2 separate regions of the Zea mays genome follow, and region 1 is linked to region 2. A link is a contact called in public Hi-C data. All regions are on one chromosome and are shown on one strand. The core of a region is the stretch at or near the end of the contact, and the rest is flanking DNA. Distances in the headings are between cores, read along the strand shown. Region 1 has its middle 32 kb from the start of LOC103638520. Region 2 holds the start of LOC103638522 (DEAD-box ATP-dependent RNA helicase 31).

Region 1 (4,764 bases), core at 2,059-4,558, 200 kb after region 2:
TAACCCTGTCCTTTTGATCCAGGACTCGAATAGGATGTTCTGAATATGTTAAGTCTGGTTCCAAGGTAACATTCGTCACTTCAATGGTTCGATCTGGAACCCGAAGACACTTCTTCAATTGGGACACATGGAACACATTGTGCACTGCAGACAATGTTTCGGGTAGTTGGAGTCGGTACGCCACTGGTCCACATCTTTCAAGGATAGAAATGGACCAATGTACCGGGGTGCAAGCTTTCCTTTTATCTCGAAACGAGATACACCCTTCATTGGTGATACTTTCAGATACACATAGTCTTCAACTTGAAAGTACAAGGGTTGGCGTCATTTGTCTGCATAACTCTTTTGTCGAACTTGTGCTTCTTTCAAATTATGTATAAATCGTTGAACTTTTTCTTCCATCTCTTTTACCATATTAGGCCTGAAAAACCACCTTTCGCCTGGTTCAGACCAATTTAAGGGGGTACGGTACCGTCGTCCATACAAAGCTTCAAAGGGTGCCATCTTGATACTTTCATGATAACTATTGTTATATGAAAACTCTACTAATGGTAAACATTCATCCCGTTTTTGTGGAAATTCCAGAATACATGCTCGCAACATGTCTTCAAGTATTTGGTTTACTCTCTCAGTCTACCCACTGGTTTGAGGATGATAGGCCGAACTATGAAGCAACTTGGTACCCAGGGACTTATGCAGTGCTTCCCAAAACTTGGCTACAAATTGCGGCCCACGATCCGACACCATGGTATTTGGAACTCCATGCAGACTAAGAATACGAGCAATATATAACTGAGCATAGACAGCAACTGGATGATCTGTCTTGACGGGCAGAAAATGGGCTATCTTGGTAAGTCGATTACTTATGACCCAAATAGAATCAAATCTTTTTGCTATCCTAGGTAATCCCACAATGAAGTCCATGCTAATGTCCTCCCATTTCCAAGTTGGGATAGGCAAAGATTGCAGTGGACCAACAGTCTTCATGTGTATGGCATTGACACGTCTACAAGTGTCGCATCTCGCCACATAGCGTGCAATTTCGATCTTCATTTTTGTCCACCAATAATGTTGTTTTAAATCTTGATACATCTTAGTGCTCCCGGGATGAATGGAATAGCGACTAAGATGTGTTTCATCTAAAATTTGATGGCGGACAACATCATTCTTGGGCACAACTATGCGGTTGTTAAACCATACTATGCCTTGATCATCCTTTCTGAAACAGTTTGCTTTACCAGCTTTCATTTTCTCATGAATGTGTTTCATATCGTCATCACTTCTTTGTGCATCAATTATCTTTTGCAGAAGGACCGACTCAAGCTTCAACTGATTTAATGTTCCATATTGAATCATTCCCAGGTTTAACTTCTCCATTTCTTGGCATAATATGATGTCAGAGGTTTTCACTGTAAGACAATGGCAGGAAGCCTTGCGACTTAGTGCATCTAGCACCACGTTGGCCTTGCATGGGTGATAGTGATTTCCAATTCATAATCCTTAATTAGCTCAAGCCATCTCCTCTGCCTCATATTTAGTTCTGACTGTGTAAAGATGTACTTCAAACTTTTATGATCTGTATATATATGACAGATATTTCTCAGTAGATAATGACGCCATATTTTAAGGGCATGAACTACAGCAGCTAATTCTAAGTCATGAGTTGGATAATGTTCCTCATGCCGGCGCAACTGTCTTGAAGCGTATGCTATAACTCAGCCCCCATGCATTAAGACACATCCGAGACCACTGCCCGATGCGTCACAATACACATCAAAAGACTTTTCAATGTCCGGTTGAGCTAATACCGGAGCATTGGTCAATAACACCTTCAGCTGCTCGAAGGCTTCGTTGCATCTTGAGGACCAGTTAAATTTTGTATCATTCTTTAATAAGCTTGTGATTGGCTTCACAAGCTTGGAGAAATACAGGATAAACCTGCGGTAATAGCTAGCCAGTCCAAGGAACTTCGAACTTGATGTACAGTGGTTGGTGGTTTCCACTCTAAAATATCCTTGACCTTGCTGGGATCAACCGCAATCCCATTTGCAGAGAGTACATGTCCTAGGAATTGGATTTCCTCCAGCCAAAACGCGCACATGCTGAATTTAGCATATAATTGATGTTCCCTTAAGCGCGTTAATATGGTCCGTAAATGCTGAGCATGCTCCTCTTCATTCTTGGAATAAATCAAGATATCATCAATGAAGACCACCACAAATTTGTCCAACTGGGGCATAAATACCGAGTTCATTAGATATGTGAAGTGGGCAGGATCATTCGTTAATCCGAAAGACATAACCAAATATTCGAATAATGTGTACCGCGTAGTAAATGCGGTCTTGGGTATATCTTCGGGTCGGATACGGATCTAATGATAGCACGACCTGAGGTCAATTTTGGAAAATACCCAAGCTCCGGTAAACTGATCAAACAAGATATCAATCTGGGGAAGAGGGTACTTGTTCTTAATTGTGACCTCATTAAGGGGTCTATAGTCTACTCACATCTGAAGCGTTTGATCCTTCTTCTTGACAAAGATTTCGGGACATGTAACACCCCTGGTGTTTATAGTCTGCTCGACAACGAGTATGGATTTAAGCACGTAATATCAGTGGATAAAATAGATGCTAAATTTTAATCATCTTCGCCTATCGCAATTTTAATATCGCATCTGTTTCGTCGGTCACGAGTTCGACATCGTTTTTATCTATCCGGGCTCTTCCTAAATTTTCGTGATGTTCGGAACATAGTTGTTCCGAAAATCGATCCGTCCAGTGATTATTTAAAATTCATCGCTCGCGCGAATACGAATTCGGAAGCTCGACCTACTCTTATGATTTTATCCCAGGCAAATTAATTTAAACTCGACGACAAAAGTTTTAATGTAAAATTTAATCGGATCACACTCGAAATCCAAGGAAAACCAGACGAAGTTCGTCTGATTTTAATTAATCTAACACCGATTAAATATTGTGACTAAAATCATTTTAACTTGGTCCTCTTCCACCTTTCCAAATTCTCGCCTCGATCTCTGACTGATATTTATTTTTATTTAAATTTTCGAGTAGAGAAAAAAGGGAATTTGGAAAAATCTAAAAAAAATCTGGTCACACCTCTGTTCCCCCGCTCATCCCTATCCTTTAGCCGTCGTCTTCTTCAGATTTTTCCACCATCGCAAAATATCCCTGCGCGCCGCGATCTCATCTGCCTGGGATTTTTCCACCATCGCAAAATATCCCTGCGCGCCGCGATCTCATCCGCCTGGGATATTTCCCACCGACCAGCCCAGTGCGCTCTATCTCCTTCCAGCCACAAAGTCCCATGGCGCACCCATATCCTCTGCTCCATCTCCCTCCAGCCATCCTTGGATTCTTCTTCTCTTCCGCGCGCGCCTCATCTACTGTTTTTCCAGCCGCACCCAGCTCCTATTCGCCATGACGCACGAACGAGCTACTCTCCTCCCATCTCCTTCCTCGCCCTCTCCTGGCCATGGCTCTAGTTCTCACTCGCAGCGGCCAGTAACCACTGAAACCCACCGCCCGCGTGAGCAAAGACGACATCAGGGCGATGGGACGGATCCTGTGCGGCGACCATCCTCGCATTCGCGCCTCCCCGGGGCCACCCCTCTTCCCATCGCGCCACGACGGATTGCGGGCGACGGTGCTATGGCGGCGTGGGCTGGGGTTGGGGGACCATGGGGGCGGGGTCCGCGGTGGGTTCTGGTCGCGGCATGGTTGGGCCTCGCTGGATCTGAGCTGCCATTGATGGGTTTTCTTTCGAGCATTTGATTTCCAATGTTCTGTTTTTGGTATGCTCTCACTGCTTCATGCTCGTCCCTGTGCTTGAGCTCCGTCCTCCCCAGCCATGGTGCTCTACGCGCACGAGCTCTACAATGGCTTGCACTCCCACCTCCAGGCCTCTGGCATCGACGGCGTCAAGGTCGACGTCATTCACGTCTGGTGCCGTTCATCTCCATCCGCTTCTCGCGTGGGGCTTCTGTCTTGCCACCGGCCAGCCTCGCCGGTGAAGTCCGCCACCGTCCTCAGGTCTCCGAGCTCTGGAGCCGGCCTCCTTCATTAGTATCAAACTCCATCCATGACGCCGGCCATGCCTCCCTGGTGGCCACGGCCTTCTACTCCGCCTCCCTGGCACTAACGCAAGTTCCCGTTCGTCGGCGACCCGGCCATGGCGCACACGCTGGTTTCCTCTGCTCGGCTTCTCTGGTGCCGCGCACGCCCTTGCTCGCTGTCCTTCGGCTCGGTCTCATCTACACCCGAGCCCAGCACCCCCTCGACAACATGGCGTCTCGCCTCTCTTCCCTGCGTCGCATAGACCGCGCCCCTGTGAGCTTCCTACGTCGGCCATGTTCAGACGCCACCAACATCAAGCGCTCGTCCTCGGTTCCATGGCCGTAGCGCATAGGAGTCCCAATCCCGATTCAAACTCGGTGAGCTCCCCTACAAGCTCGCTTCTCCCTGCTTGCTGCACTCACGTCGTCGTCTACCTGCTCGTTCCACGACGTCGCTCCCAGTCAGCAGCTCGCCGGTTTTCCTGCACGCAATCGCGGATGTCGTCGCCCGGTCCTTGTCTCTTGCCGAGCTCATCACCACCGTGAGACTCTGTGTTGCTGTAATCGGCCGCGTCTCCCCAGTCATCTTATGCGCACTCATCTCCAAATTTGACCGTGGGGCCGACTGTCGACCACGTCGTTGCCTCGCAGCATTTGGACACCTTGTCGTCACTGGACCACGTGTTCGCTCA
Region 2 (4,869 bases), core at 1,163-3,662:
CCCTTCCAGCCAGCAGCCCTAACCCTAGGACAACGACGCCCAAACGTCGTGGTCCAGAGCCTCGCCCTTCTCACCACTCATACCTTCTTAGAAACCGCAGCTCCAACATTGATCAATCAGGAAAATTTTAGCAACAGTTTGCCAAGTCCTCCAAATTATGTTACAAAGACCAATTATCACAAAACTGTGCTAAGAAGTTCAAAGAAACCAAGGGTGTGTTCACAATAATAGCCTAAATGCCAAAATCATTAAACAATTTAACCTACAGTCTCGGTGAGGAATATAAACAAAGCAATATATCTCTGTATCTTTCCTCCACTGCTCTATCTTTAACAGGTTCGATCCCTTACCTATGGGAGTTACTATGAATTCAAAATATGCATTGTTTGTGAATTTCAAATAGCAGCTCCAGTGCCGCTAGATGCAAACCATAACTGAGATGACAGTTAAACTAAGTCATAGGACTCCTGAATAATCCTCAAAACTCTCACAGATTCTCCACAGCCTTAATGTCTTCAGATTCACTGGCTTTGGCTGACTGGAAATACATAGGTTTCTCATAACACTTCCACATCAGGTGAACCAGAATCTGTTACACTAATCAGAAACCCACCAAACAACACAAAAGGATAGGAGATGTTGCAGCCAAGTTGGAAGCAGAAGTAGAAGGTTCGAACAATAAAGTACTAGTGATAGCTGCCATGTTATTAATGCAGACAATGAGTCAAACATCATACAAGTTCACAAATCACAAGTAGATTACAGATAATTGGAAGTAATCATGAAGTACACTTGGCAATTAAGAAAAGATGATTATATGAACCACCATTTTTTCTCCTGTTTTCAATTGATGCATATCAATAATTGCCATCAAGAAAAGAACAAGTTATCTATCTACCTAAGAGAACCATAAATACTCTTCGCATCACTAAGAGTTAAGAGCTACCTCTTCTGGCTCAGATAAGAATCACCACCCCCAGCACTTCTGCCCTGTACACTTTCATTTTTAGCTGGCTCATCTTCGGGTAACATAGATGAGCCAGACTTATTACCTATTATATGTCCCACATCCTCCTTATCACCCTCGTCTTCAAAAAGATCATCTTCGAACCCCGATGGCTCATCTTCCTCATCAACTTCCCCCGCCTCATCATCATCCTCTGACAAGCCAAAGTCAATTTTTTTCAGACCCCTTGGCTGTCGGTGACCAAAGTCCGTATCGCTGCCCCTCCCACCCCGATGTGGTCCAACACTCTTCGCCATTTTGCCTCTCCTGCCACCTTGCTGCCTTACACTGTAACCATCAAACCCAACTGGACCAGCATCATCATCTTCATCGTCATCTAAATCGCTTCCTCTCCCTGTTCTCTGCAAAAGATCGGACGTCCTTCTCCTTCCGTCATCATAATCACCAAAATCATTGTAACTCCCTCCCTTTCGTGACAGACCCAAATCCCTCCTGCCCCGACCTCGGCCCAGCCCAACTGTGTTTTCCCTTCCCCCTTTCCTGCGACCATGATGCTGCTTTCCATCAAGATCCCCAAACCCAACCAAATCATCATCACTATCCTCATCGTCATCTAAATCACTCACCCTTCCTCTTCTGTGTGAGGATACAGACAGTTGACCACTGGCACCGTGTCTTCCCCTTGAAGACCCAAATCCAGTGTCACCATCATCTTGGTCAAAGTCACTGTACCTCCCTCCCCTTCTCGCCACACCTGAAGCCCTCCCTCGCTGGCTTCGCTGCTCCCTAGGAGACCTAAATGTGGCCTCCTCATCAAATCCATTCCCCCTCCCTCCTCTTCTCACGAACCCCGACGTCCTCTCACCCCGTCCCCGCCTTCCCCTGGAGGAACCAAAGCCGGAATCAGCATCATCCAGTCCACTACTAATCATCCTCCCCCTCTGCTCGAAGCCGCCGCGTCTGTCTCCACTGAACTCACCGCCGGCCGTACTTGACCTCGGGAACGAACCCCTGGAGTCCGACCCACCTCGGCCGCCCCTGGATGAGCCGACCGAGGACCTGCGGGTGGACGGCGCATCGCCTTCGTCTCCGCTGCTGAGACCGAGGTGGAACGAGTCAGTTTTGAGGTCGCTAATCCAGTCGCTGAGCTCCGCCTCGTCTTCCACAAGGCTCTTCGCGGCGCCGACCGAGGAACGGGCGCGGGAGGAGAAGAAGCACGGGGAGAAGGAACCAGCTGCGCCATTTCGGAGCGCAACGGAGTGGAGCAAGGGAAGGGGCTGCGCGCGCTGGGAGGCAGAGGAGGCGACCGCGCGGCGGAGGATAACGAAGAGGTGGTGGTGGCGCCGCATGGCGGCCGGCAGACGGTTTAGGGTTTAAGGATGAGAAAGTGGAATCGGGAAAAACAAATGTATGCAGCCATATACCCAAGAATTGGGATCCCGCCATCCCGGCCGGGGGTTTAGGCGGCGTCCTGTGAAACGTTCTGTACTCATGTAGAGTTTGCACTGGTATTCTACGCATCCAGCAATACACTCTAAACGATACTTTAAAATTTAGAGGACGCCGCACGCACTCTAGATGTAGAGACTTCCGAGCGTCCGGTATCCGGGCGAGGATTCGGGCTCCCGCGGTGGTGAAAAATCTGGACGCTCTGTTCTCCCGTCGCTGGCGACTTCGATCCCACTCAACGAGGGGGCTTGCGGCGCGGGTCATCGGAGGAGGCGGCCAAGCTGGGCTCGAAGAGGCCGTGCGCGGGCGGGTCCGGCGGCGGATCGCTCTCGGTGGCTAGAAGCAAGGAGGTGGCCGGCGAGGAGAGAAAGATCCAAGATTTGGGTGCAAGCGTCGGTGTTGGTCGACGTCGAACTGCCATCGCGAAGAGGCTGAGAAGGTTGACGGCGACGAAGAAGGTTGGTGCGGAGAAACGCAAGCGCAGCTCCTCGCCGCTATCGTCATCGTCTTCCATTCGCTCGGCTGCTCCAGATCCGAAGAGAACAAGGTACAAAGCTTGGCTTCTGATTGCAGATCCATTTTGGTTTTAGGGTTCTCGTACTTCATATGCTGCAAATCGTCCAGATCTAGGGTTTAGGGTTAAAGGGAACAATGAATCGATGGTTCTAGGATTCGTTGACCCCTTGGTTTATGTTGAGTAATGTTAATCAAAATTTCAACTGCCTATTGCGAATACTTGCTGGTTCTGAGCCTATTTACCATCATTTTACCAACTACCCGACGGTATACATGAAATTTTCAACTCAGTATTTTAACAGAACCATATCTTTTATGTAGACCATGGATTCGGAGAACGCAAAGCTCCAAAGAGCACTCGCTCATTTAATCAGAGTAGTGGAGCAGCGTTGTGCTGACATCATCGATGTCGTCCACGGTGCCTTCCAACCAGTTAGCACACCAGTCATCAATGAAATGAATTGTGCTTTAGTTCAGATCGAGGACCTCGCGAAGGACCTTGATCACCTTGTACTGAAAAAAGACTGGGAGATGGAGCACATGGACCGTTCAGAAATTGTTGAATCATCATAAATAGAGGATGAGCTTTTGATTGACTATGATTCAGAGTTGAACACTGATGATATCGTCGGCTACGACGACGGACGTGACTACTCTACCGACGACACATATCCCTACTAGATTACCATGCACCTAAATAAAGTGCTCGGTGCAACGAAATATGTTTTAGGTTTCTAGAAGTCGTAGTACTCTTTTGTATGTGAACAAAACACCTAGGTTGTGTGTCACAAGTTCCTGGTATCGTTGATGTGCTGTTGACGTTGACCTGCTATGTTAAATGTTATGAACTTTGCAATATATGTAGTATTCAACACTTGTGCCATTATTGTGGTTGTCCTATTTAATGTGTCATGGTTTCTATTTCTTTGAAATGGTTGGCTCAATGTACTACACTTTTTCATTTTCATGACTTATTATTTGATGTGCCAACCTTAAATCTACAGCATGGGTACCGACTGGAACCAAGTAATAGCACAATATGGCAGTTTCCTATACGAGGAAGATGGCACTCAGTTTCAGAACACTGGTTTTGCTCCTCCTCAACCTGATATACCAGCACATGGGTCACCAGCTGCACCTCTAGTGAAGAAGGGTCCTCAACGCACAAAGCTAGCAAATTTCACGTCTGAGGAGGATATGAGGGTTTGTCAAGCTTGGTTGGCTGTCAGTTGTGACCCCGTAGATAACACTGGTCATAAGCGTCAAGGTTTTTGGAATTGGATTGCAGAGGCATACAACTCTCGAAGAGGATCAATGCAGAGAGGTCTACGAAATCTCTGATGAGCAGGTGGGATAGTATCAAAACTCAATGTTCTACCTTTGCTGGATACATGACGACTATGCTTCGACAAAACCCAAGTGGCCTTACTGATGCAAATAAGGTATGTGTATGTACTTATGCATATGTTCTTCAATGTACTTAGCTAATAATGCATATTTTGTTTTATAGACTTCTCTTGCAGCTACTCGGTTTGCTGCTGTTGAAAAGAGGCCCTTCCATTTTATCGGTACCCTGAAACAGGGGTACCCCTTACTACAGTATGAAGACGCAGTCCCCACGCGGCTATCTCTAGTCGCGTGGTAAACAGCACCCGACCCCATCACATGGACGGCTCCGAGGCCGCCACGTGGCCAGAGAAGACGATATACTCCAAGGTATCAACAGTGGGTCCGGACCCCCATGGGAAAGTGCCGGACCCCTGTATATACGGATCAGACCTCCGAGTAAGGCCCAGGACCTCCACGGGCGCAAACCGGACCCCTAGGATGGGTTCCAGACCCCTCTGTGTGGGTCCGGGCCACTCACGGCCGGGTCCTGGGATTCTAGGACAAAGAATACACAGGCCTTAATCAAGGCCAGGCGGGGGTCCGGGGCC

Evidence for each region. Hi-C and Micro-C count contacts between places; a contact is called where the count stands out from the background.
Region 1: a Hi-C map of ear shows a contact between it and region 2, with 3 times the contacts expected there. The contact joins the enhancer-like site here to the promoter of LOC103638522 in region 2. A contact is called at or near these places in 2 of 25 Hi-C or Micro-C datasets (ear and leaf).

Annotation. Positions count from the first base shown.
Region 1 is chr9:65,544,308-65,549,071 of Zm-B73-REFERENCE-NAM-5.0, forward strand. No RefSeq gene overlaps it. Among protein-coding and RNA genes, the nearest start is that of LOC103638520, 32 kb to the right of the region's middle. Within about 2 kb of position 3,309, at least 10 of the 20 cell types and tissues checked have an H3K27ac peak or open chromatin away from gene starts, as enhancers often do. A contact at or near this core is called in ear and leaf, where this site is marked.
Region 2 is chr9:65,345,454-65,350,322 of Zm-B73-REFERENCE-NAM-5.0, forward strand. LOC103638522 (DEAD-box ATP-dependent RNA helicase 31) reads right to left here and starts at 2,413. Exons shown (of 11, transcript XR_558851.3): 1 at 947-2,413.